Regions from separate parts of the Mus musculus genome. Here region 2 is linked to region 1. A link is a contact called in public promoter capture Hi-C data. All regions are on one chromosome and are shown on one strand. Each heading gives the region's core, a stretch centred on a gene start, on an enhancer-like site or on the middle of the called end of the contact. The rest is flanking DNA. Distances are from core to core; before and after follow the strand shown.

The links. Promoter capture Hi-C pulls out the DNA fragments that hold promoters and counts their contacts.
Region 2: a contact with region 1 is called in a promoter capture Hi-C map of pre-B cells. The contact joins the promoter of Crnkl1 here to the promoter of Kif16b in region 1.

What each region holds. Positions count from the first base shown.
Region 1 is chr2:142,898,715-142,904,300 of GRCm38.p6, forward strand. It overlaps Kif16b (kinesin family member 16B), which reads right to left and starts at 2,750. Exons shown (of 26, transcript NM_001081133.2): 1 at 2,611-2,750. The coding sequence starts at 2,657. It overlaps Kif16bos (kinesin family member 16B, opposite strand), which reads left to right and starts at 4,251. Exons shown (of 2, transcript NR_131921.1): 1 at 4,251-4,527; 2 at 4,641-4,858.
Region 2 is chr2:145,931,604-145,936,707 of GRCm38.p6, forward strand. Crnkl1 (crooked neck pre-mRNA splicing factor 1) reads right to left here and starts at 3,097. Exons shown (of 14, transcript NM_025820.3): 1 at 2,951-3,097; 2 at 1,210-1,362; 3 at 643-734. The coding sequence starts at 3,001. It overlaps Cfap61 (cilia and flagella associated protein 61), which reads left to right and starts at 3,181. Exons shown (of 27, transcript NM_001369121.1): 1 at 3,181-3,237.

The sequences.
Region 1 (5,586 bases), core at 1,500-3,999:
CAATCACCATGATACCTTGCAGGACTTAGGAATTAGGTCACATGCTTTAAGTTGCCATTAGCGTGTCTCTACTTCACTGCCATTTTCTGGATAACTGGCTCCAGAAACTACTCTCAGGATAGTTACCAGTATCCTCACCTCTTTGACCAAGAACCGCCTTCATCTTAGTAACATTTGATACCAACAGCCACTACAGCCTACAGGGACTCTGGCTCATTTCCATGACAGCAAGCCCTTCTTCTACTTGGAATCCTAAGGACAGACATATCCAGCCATCCAATCCCTGACTCCCATTCTCCTGTATAGATAGATTTCCACATGATAATCATAGAAGTATCAAGACTTAACCAGGATTCCAACCAACCACCCGGAACAGAAACATGATTCAAAGATTCAAATTAAACAAGCATGCAACACTCACTGTCTAAACGCTGAGTTGGTAACTCATACTTCCTGCACTTCATGAACACTGGAATGGCTAAGGATGCTCTCAACTTCATTATGTCCTCTCCTCAAATCTTTCCAGCTCTTTGACCACTTAAGCTAATGACTCTCGGAGTCTCCCTATTCCTGCTCCTTCCCATGCAGTAAGTCACCAAATTTTACCAAGATACCAGGAAACTGTCTTGGTGTATCCAATCCACCTTCCCATCTCCACCCCTTGTCCAGATCACTGCTTCCTTAGCTTTTGTCCCAATCCTGATGTCACCAGCATTACTTGCTGGGCACAGATCCTACCTGCCTGCCTACTCAAATCATAAGGCTTCTGTAATGGTTTTCTGCCTCCACGGGCCTGGACTCGAGGCCTATTCTGACAAGGCCCTGAACACACAGCACCCCTTCTACAAAGTCCAGACTGATGAATTTCATCATCCTTCCCTCATTAGACACTACACTCCTAAAAGACACTTACATCTACCCATATTTAGTAAGTGTTTTCTAAAGTTATCTGATACTATTTTCTAGCATATGTTCACATTGTTCAAAAAGAGAACTCGATGGGCGTGGTGGCACACGCCTTTAATCCCAACACTCGGGAGGCAGAGGCAGGCGGATTTCTGAGTTCGAGGCCAGCCTGGTCTACAAAGTGAGTTCCAGGACAGCCAGGGCTACACAGAGAAACCGTCTCGAAAAAAAACAAACAAACAAACAAACAAACAAACAAACAAAAAAAACTCTTGCCGGGCAGTGGTGGCGCATGCCTTTAATCCCAGCACTAGGGAAGCAGAGGCAGGCAGATTTCTGAGTTTGAGGCCAGCCTGGTCTACAGAGTGAGTTTCAGGACAGCCAGGGCTACACAGAGAAACCTTGTCTCAAAAAACCAAAAACAAATAAATAAGCAAATAAATAAAACCAAACAAACAAACAAAACCTTTTATAATATAAATGCTTAAAAATAGAAACAAAACATTTAAAAGACTCCAGGGGTCTATTTATCTTGTATTGATTGGGTATGTGAAGAAACAAATATTCTCCTGAGACTCACACACACACACACACACACACACACACACTCACTCACTCACACACACAAGTCAAACTCCCTAAAAAGTTTTAGAGGTAATTTGAAAATCACACACAAAATGCACTGACTTTCAAAAGCACTGGTATTTATGGATCTACAGCATGATAATGGTTCTTCTACTTGAAGATAAAAAAAAAAAAAAAAAAATAGACTCAGGAGAGTCCAGTAAAATCTGCTGCCCTAACTGGCTGTCAGAACCAACAAACACTGACCTCCTGAAGTAGACAGCATGACTAAGGGAGAACAGCCATATGGCAAGTCAAATGTCCAAGAACTGAAACAGCAATAAACACGAACTGCTTTGTGTGCCCTACGCCCGTCAACTTGGAGGGCATTCACTTATATGCACGTCATTCTCTGGTTAAGCCCATTTAACCTTCTCAAAAGTTAACTTTCTCAAAGCTTCTTTCTGAACTGATGAGGAAGTCGCTGAAAATGGTTTTCAGTCAATGAGGAGAGGAGAGTCACGATGCAAGGCACTACTTTGTAGGAAAAATATAAGAGGTTACACACTAAGTGTGTTCTCACTTTGTGCCCCCTTAACTTGAGTCAAACACGTGCACGTACGTAACTCTCCTTTCGAGGAGTCAAAACTTTGTTGAAGTTTCCTCATCCCCCATGTAAACCTTAACTTATGAACTGCTAACTTTCTGTTTAGACGATGGGTTCACGTTCAAGGACCTGAAAATTCTCTCCAGATTAGAAGGTAACATGATTAACAGAGACTTTGGAGTTGGCACAAGTGAGCGTGTGTCTGACAGCTCGGGGAACCCCTCACACTTCCATGATCGCCCCCAAGTATTTCACTTCACCAACGTGGTTCCTTGGTGTTTTTTTTTTAAAGGGCGAGCAAGAGAGCCTCACGTTCTGGGATGGGGACTGTACATGGAAATCTCCCCGGCCTCGCGGACACTTCCCCTCAGAGTCCCCTTCAACGCGGGAGAGCTTTGCCCTTCAGGACCGCCAAGGCCACTGGCACGGCCAGGTGGGTCAGGGGTTTGTCCCTTTCAATCCAGACCGGCCTCTGAGCGGGGCTGCCCGGGGTTGGGGTGTGGCGAGGGTGGGGGGCGGGAGGCCCCACTCACCTGCGATTCATGGGCCGGACTCTCACGGCCACCTTGACCGATGCCATAGCTCATCCCGGCCCGGCCCGCGGGGGCTTCCAACAGGCCTGCGCCCCGCGGCCGCCGGCCACTCCAGCGACTGTGCCCGTGCCCGCGCCCCCGCCCACTTCCCTCTCACCCGCCCCTCGGCTAGGGCCGACCTGGAGTTGCTAGGCGGCCACACCTGCCAGGCCACTGAGCATGCCCAGAGCGGCTCCGGCCCGCGTGATCCACGCACCGGGGTTTGGCAGCTGCCTACGGCGCGAAGGGGCGGGGCCCGGAAGTCTGGGCCCCGCCTCTTCGGTGGCCACGCCCCAGCGCAGCCCCACCTCGAAGTCAATGGCAACCGGCTGTGCTGTCTCTAACTCGGAAAGTCAAACCCAGTCAGGCCCAGGACGATCACTGCATTTAGAGCATTCTCAAGGAAACCGAGGAATGGACTACCGAAAACGAGCATTGCAACCAATAACATGGTCCTGACTTTATACGGCCCGTGCTCGTCAACTCATCTGTCTTGTTGAGAAGCGAAAGGTCGTGGAGAACTCTGAGGGACTGCTCTGTTTCTTCAAAGAGTTCTAAGCATGTGTTCTGAACCACAAAATTTAGGGTACCAAGAAAACAAAGGATCGAGGATTTTTTTAGGCAGATAGAAATGTCGTTATATTGGTTGGAATCATATCTAAAGGGAGTTTTTGCATTTTGGGGACAGTTTAGCAATTTAACTTTAGTCATTGGATCAAAAGTGAGGACACCCGCTTTCTTCTTTCTTTCTTTCTTTCTTCTTCTTCTTCTTCTTCTTCTTCTTCTTCTTCTTCTTCTTCTTCTTCTTCTTCTTCTTCTTCTTCTTCTTCTTCTTCTTCTCCTTCTCCTCCTCCTCCTCCTCCTCCTCCTCCTCCTCCTCCTCCTCCTCCTCCTCCTCCTTCTCCTCCTTCTCCTCCTTCTCCTTCTCCTTCTTCTTCTTATTCTTCCCTTTTTTTTTATGAGCTAAAGCCCCTGGCATCAGTGATTTCTTACCGGGCTATCTCCCTGTAAATTCATTCAGTTAACCCTATGCCTTCACCTGTAAGTCACCTGCTGGACACAAAAACTCCAGTATCAACTATCTTCCTCCTGCCCCAGTCAGGGTCGCTCAAAACTTACAGACCAGCCTTCCTCCTGGACCCTGATCTCCTGCCTTTGCACTTGCTGATGGAGTATAAAGCAAGCCTACTGACTTGCTCCTCCTCACCCTCGAGGTCTCTAACGACCACAATGGAACATTCTGTCCTCAAGACCAGCATATCCCCGCTATTATTTCACTCCCGGGCAGATGACTTCGGTTCAAATGGTCTCTAGAAAGCTTAGATGTGATGCTGCTTAAGTCCCTGAGGGGAGCCGAAAAAGTCTCCCGGGTTTTTGGCTCGAACTCCAATACTAGCTTTGAGTCTTCCAGTCTGCCTCGCCTGCTAAACTGGAACTCCAAGGGTTTAATAATAGACTAAGTGAAATAATACGACGGCCAATGTGTGGTCCACTAGTACCAGGAGTCCTCATCTCAGCTTTCCTAGAACCCTTCAAGGTAGGGTAGAATCAGAACGTCCCCTTTGTTCGGAGTCCTACAAAGCCTGGACTAAGGCGCTTACAAGTTTAGAAATGGGCGCAGAGTCAGCCAATCAAGGGCGGGAAAACTCGGAGGGTTGAAAATGGGGCGCATGCGCAATAGCAGAAGCAGCGGGCGGGTCCAGGCACAGCCGCCAGCCAGGCTGCACCCGGCTGTGGCAGCCACGGGCAGGGGCGGAGCCCGCCGTATATGGGAGCTGCTTGGGGACAAACTGTGTAGGGTGCGCTCTCGGGCGGGCAGGGCTTCAACACCCTACCAGCTGTAGAGTCGCTGAGAGCAACCAAGACAACCAAGAACAGGTGTGCGAATTCTGCACTCAACTGCAAATCACTTGTTAATGTGAGTTCCTGTTCCTGGAGGTTTTGCTTGTCCAGTTTGGGCTTATGCAGGCCATTCTATCCATAATTTCCAGCAGCCTACACGTGTACATAATCCTCTGATTCCAACACCACCTTGCGATTTGACACAACCGACAAAGTGCTGCGGCCCACGGAACACGAACAGCAAGCCTGCGGATTTTAAACTAGAAGCAGCGAGGTTTCTCGCCAGAGAAATGACTGAACAGCCACCCCTTGATTAATTTACTCTCTGCACCAAGAAAAATGAATAAACAGGAAGGTTTTTAAGGGCTTGCTCATCTTCTCAAATTCCAATGAATCTCTGGTACCCCTTTCATTTGTTTCTGTCTTTAGAAATTTTAGACTTTTTAAAGTCTTCCAGGACTTAACCTGCACAGAAGCTTCCTCCGGAAGTCAAGTGTGAGGCTCCCCGCGTGAGGCTCCCCATTGACTAACTGCTAAGCACAGCATCAGTTTGGTAAGGACAACTGCCAGGAGAACTGTTACTCAGAAGAATCACCAAATAAAGTCTCTTAAAGCTCCTGAACGTGTATGGGGGGGGGGGGATTACCTCTATATAGTCTCCTCTAATTAAAATAAAATGTGCAGCTGTAGTAACATCTGAAATTTTGATGATACTGGAAATCACAGATATTTAGGGACTGTTGCAGCTCTCTCAGATTGTTCTTCCTTTTTTATTTTGACTTTGAAATTAGGCCAGTTGTGAAGCTGATACTATAACTTGTTATTTAACAAAAGGACACATAACTTCATTATATTTATTTTCTATACTGTGGTTCTTGTTCAGAAACATTGGTTTTTGTTTTGGATCTCATATCGTTTACATGATGGATGTAAAACAGTTATTCTGGGGCTGGAGCGATGACTCTTGCCAGTTAAGAGCACTTGATGCTTTTGCAGAGGATGGGGACTCCGTTCTCCGCTCCTACATCGGGCAGTTTACAACCATCTGTAACTCTAGGTGATCGAATGTTCTTTCCCAGCCTCTGCCAGCACAGG
Region 2 (5,104 bases), core at 1,847-4,346, 3.0 Mb after region 1:
GAGACAGCATGCAATTATTTCATAAGGTCATGAGCAGTATAGTCAAGGTCTAGACAGGAAACACAGTGAGAAACAGCAATGTTTGGTGAAACAGGCTAAGTTGCAGGAACTCCAGAACCAAGAATGGGAGAGATAGTTGTAGTTTGTTCAGAAGTCAAGGTTGGTAGAAAAGGGCACCTTCAAGGGGTCAAAGCAGAGAGCAAACAAATGGCACAATAAAGAGCAATGGCTCGGGACTGGCAAGGACATGGTCACAGCGGAACTCGGGCAGGAGGGAGAGTGCAGAAAGGCTGGCTGGCCAACAGGAAGTGACGGCCACCCACAATTTTTATCTTGACAACAGATTTCAGGAGAACATTTCTATTTTTGAAACAATTATTTTGAAACAATATTAAATTAACACAGGAAACAGATAAAACACTGTTCTTTAGTGACAGGAGTACGAGAGCAGCAAGACTCATATGTAGACCCTCCCGAGACACTCCACAACCGTCCTTCCCAGTACCCACTGCCTCAGAGGGCTCCATGGAAGAGAAGCTGGAAATTACTAGCACAGTACAGGTCCATGCTTTACCTTCCTAGATTTCATGTGCTCATTTACTCACTCTTTGTAGACAGACACTATAGTCATGGCAATTTTACCTTTGAATTTCCTTTAGACTTTCCTCCCATTGTGCGTATTTTATCCAGTTGCTAATCACAGTCCTATTTTTTCTTATGTTATCTTCAAAAGTCTGAAAGGCAAAGGGGGGCGGGGAGCAGTACAGTAAAGAGAAAACGACTTTGCTTTTCCTTATGATATACACTTCTCGTTTTACTCTTCCTAAAAGAAATTATATCCTAGATGCCAAGGAACAGCAGCTTTCCTCCAGAAGGGTATCAGTGACAGGTGTTTCTCTAAAGTTTATGGAGACAAGAAAAATGTAGGGGTAGCTATTGCAAGATTTTGCTGTTCTCTGTAATAATTAACGAGTACTTTAATATATTCTACTCTCATTCCTTTTAAGAACAAGAATGTTAAAACACCTTTCAAGATTACCTTCAAGTGCTCAGTAATTTATAGAACTTCCCATATAACTTCCATAATATTCGTGGATTAAATAATTCCCAATATTCGCCTGAGGTCCCATCACATAGGCTCTCTGGGAGCTCGTTCCCACTGTGGGCAGCAACTGGGACAGGTTGCACAGTGCATTCTGACGGACTCACCTTCCTTTTCCGGAGTTTGTAATCGTTTAATTCTTCCTCATCTGTGATCTTCTGCTGAGGTGGAGGTGGGAGGAGCTCGAGTTCTCTCTCTTTAGCTTCTCGGAGGAGCTGCTCGGCCGTTATCTGCACTTCGGCCGGCGCCTTGTTCTTCACCTTTTAAGACAAAGAGACATTCCTATTTTGGGTAGTGCTCTCCACACGAGATTTTAAAACCCTTGTATATTTTCCAGGACATAAACTTCCTAAGAATGGCAGGGTGGTGGCACACACCTTTAATCCCAGCACTTGGGAGGCAGAACCAGGTGGATTTCTGAGTTCAAGGCCAGGCTGGTCTACAGAGTGAGTTCCAGGACAGCCAGGGCTACACAGAGAAACCCTGTCTCGAAAGAAAAAGCCCTCCTAAGAATGTGCCCAAGATGCCATCTTTGAATAACATCTTCAATTCTCCATGAGGGGCAGGGGGAAAAAAAAATCACACTCCTTCCTCTTTATAACCTGCTTAGAGAACTCCTCTACATATTTTAATCCTTCTAGTGGACAAGCTGGTTTTCCATGACATTTTAGGCCAACTGAAACTTGTTTTTACTAAGTCTCCATCATTAGCCTGTAAGCTTTTAGAGCACCTGAAGCTATAGTTCCAACACAGGAGCTTAAAAGTCAAATGTGTTCAAGTGCAGATGGACCCTAAGTTCTAATTGGCCTTTTTACTGCTGTGATCGAACATCACCAACAAAAGCAACCTGCAGAGGAAAGAGCTGACTGATTGGCTTACACAACTGGACCACAGTCTTCATGAATGGAAGACACGGCAGGAAGCTGGAGGCATACCAGCTGTGCTCAGTCTGCTCTCACAGACTACACCAGAGCCCCTGCCCAGGTGTGGCACTGCCCAAGTAGGCGGGGGGGGGGGGGGCGTCCACATCAATTGGTAATCAAGAAAATGCCTCACACACTTGCCAGCAAGCAAGCTTAGGGACGAATTTTCTTAGTCCAGATGCCTCCTCCTAGATAACTTTATCTTGTGTCAAGCTGTCAAAAACTTAGTCAGCATGCATTCCCTGGCTTTTATGACTCAGGATAGGGGTTTGGGAGCGGGGGTAGGGGGGAAGCTACCACATCAGACTTTTACAATAATTACATGTGGAAATAAGAACTTGTCTCAAGACAAAATGGCCAAATCAGACTTCCAGAGAATGACTGTATGTGATGGCTAAGTGCAAGATTTGACACTTATTAAGTATTGATGAAGTATCAACCACAGTTGGAAATATAACAATTTACTATCTAACCTAAATTTTATGCCATTGCCCAGAGCCTATCCTCTGCCATTCTCTTCACTGCCTAACTTTGATGCAGCCTAAGTGTTAACTTCCTTCACAAAGTTTACCCTCAAGTTTACAGGCACCCTTCTGGCTCTTGCCCATGGCATATCTACACTACTTGGATACATCTATCTGGGTTGCCATTTCGCTCTCTCTCCAGTTTTAGTGGAGCACTCTTGCCCGGAGTAAAAGTAGGGGATCCCCAGAGACTAGCAAAGCAAACAGTTTACCGAACCGAACCGATGCTTTGCAACCCTGGAAGGAAGGCTGGGCAGACGCGAGACGAGCTCGGAGTGACAAGACCCTGCGCCACCTCACCGACCACCTGTCTTCTTGGACCGCGGCACAGAGATCGCTGTCTCGAATCTCTGGTGCCCGACACCGCAGATGCTGTTCGGGGGCTCCTCCCGGTCGCCTACCTTGGCCACTTTAGGAATGCGCTGTTTCCCGGCCGCCGTGGAGGCTGCCATGACTGCAGCCGTGGAACTCGAGCGATCCTGGCCGACAACCGGACTTGAGAAAAGCACTTCGAACCGGCCGGCACAACAGAGTCAGCCACAACAAACTAGATACCGGAACCGGAACCGGAACTTGCGAAGACGACCTTTGACCGCCTCACCAGTCAGGGGAAACGCCGCGTCGTTTCCTTAGCAACTGTGTGCGCGTCCTCTGTGGAGACTTGCGGCTTGCTGGAGCTGCGGGTGAGGTGGGTAGGGCGGGCTGCGCCGCAGGGATATAGGGCTCTGGCGGCGAGGGCTCATCCAGGTCTATCTCCGGGATGCGTGCAGCTGTAGGCCGTGGCACCTTTGAGGGGCGTAGAAATCCATTTCAGGTGTAGAAACTCCGGGGAGAAGGGAAAAGCACCGAGGAAACCCTGCAAGCAGCCTGGGCAGCGGTGCATTCTGGGATTTGTAGTCTTTCGAGTTCCCGCCCCCTCGCCTTAGGCTTCCCCGCGATTGGACCAAGTTAATAATCTTGAAATGTGGATTTTTTTAAAAAAAAAATCAGAAGAGGTATTTTTGAAACAAGATGTTAGAGAAAGGTGGAAATTAGTCAGTAGCAAAGCACCTACAGAAACTGATCAAATTTTTAGTCTGTAAATTTTTTTTTTTTTTTTTTTTTTTTTATTTTCCGAGACAGGGTTTCTCTGTATAGCCCTGGCTGTCCTGGAACTCACTCTGTAGACCAGGCTGGCCTCGAACTCAGAAATCCGCCTGCCTCTGCCTCCCAAGTGCTGGGATTAAAGGCGTGCGCCACCACGCCCGGCATGTAAATTTGTATTATCTCAATTCTCTTATCCTTAATATCCTTAGCTATAAAAGGATAAAAGTATCTATTTCCTTAAGATTAAAGAAAAAAATCTGTCTCTGTAAAATACTCGCTAGATGTTAGTACGTATAATATCTGAAGTACATTAAAAACAGTGATTTAGCATATAGTTAAGATAATTTTTTAAAATAAAAATTTTGGAATTGACAGCAAAATTGGGAAGGTGAGCTTTTCCTACTCTTTCCCCACCCTCAAAGGACTTTCTACGATCCATCCCCACCCCGTGTCAGTTACAAGAAACTGTTAGAGTTTACTTTTGTAACAGTCTTGAGATTTAGGACAACGGCAAGATTTTTTGTTTTGTTTTGGAGACAGGGTTTCTCGGTGTAGTCCTGATTCCCTGGTTGTCCGGGAACTCACTCTGTAGACCAGGCTGGCCTGGAACTGTCAACATCCTCAGGGTACCTCCTGTTCATCCTCCCCCTCGAGCCTTTGTCCATCAATACTCCTTTTTATCAAGCATTTTGTTTGTTTGTTTTTTAATTCCTTCTTTGAAAGTTTTGCGTCTTAATCATAGCCATTCCTCCAGCTTTCCCCAGATCTACCCCACTCCCTATTCACCCAACTGTGTGTCTTTTTGTTTTTTAACCTTTGAAGACTAATTCGTATTGCCCAGATATTCTTGGATATGTGGTCTACTGGAGCTTGGTCAACTTACCAGAATGTTATACTCTTAGAGAAAACTCATGCTTTCCAGCAGCTAAAAAATGACCAATTTCTCCACTGCCAGGTGTGGTATTGTGTGCCCATCTCTCCATAAGGGGATTTGGTCTGGCTTGAGTTTGCACAGGTTTTGTGCTGCGCTGCTGTGTCCAGATGTTTTCTGTAGTCGTCCACTGCCTCTTGAGCGCACACACTGCCTCCTCTCTGATAGTGAGAGCCTTGGGGGCTGAGAGAGTGCGGACACTGGACTGAGGTAGCAGGGATCGATTGATCTATTTTTTTTTAATGTCTCTGTAGTTCTTTGTAGATGGTTGGAGTCATATACCTCTTCAGATTACTGTCTCTCATTTAGTAACGTGCATTTACGCTCGTCATTTATTAGTGACTTAATTAAATCCTTATGAGTTTTTTGTTACAGGTGGTGATGACGATGATTTGTTTGTTTGTTTGTTTGTTTGTTTGTTTTGGTGTTGTTTGTTTTCTGGTACAAGGTCTTACTGTGTAGCCCTGGCTGGCCTGGAACTCCCAGAGATCTACCAGCTTTTTGCCTCCCAAGTACCGGGATTAAAGGCTGGTACCAC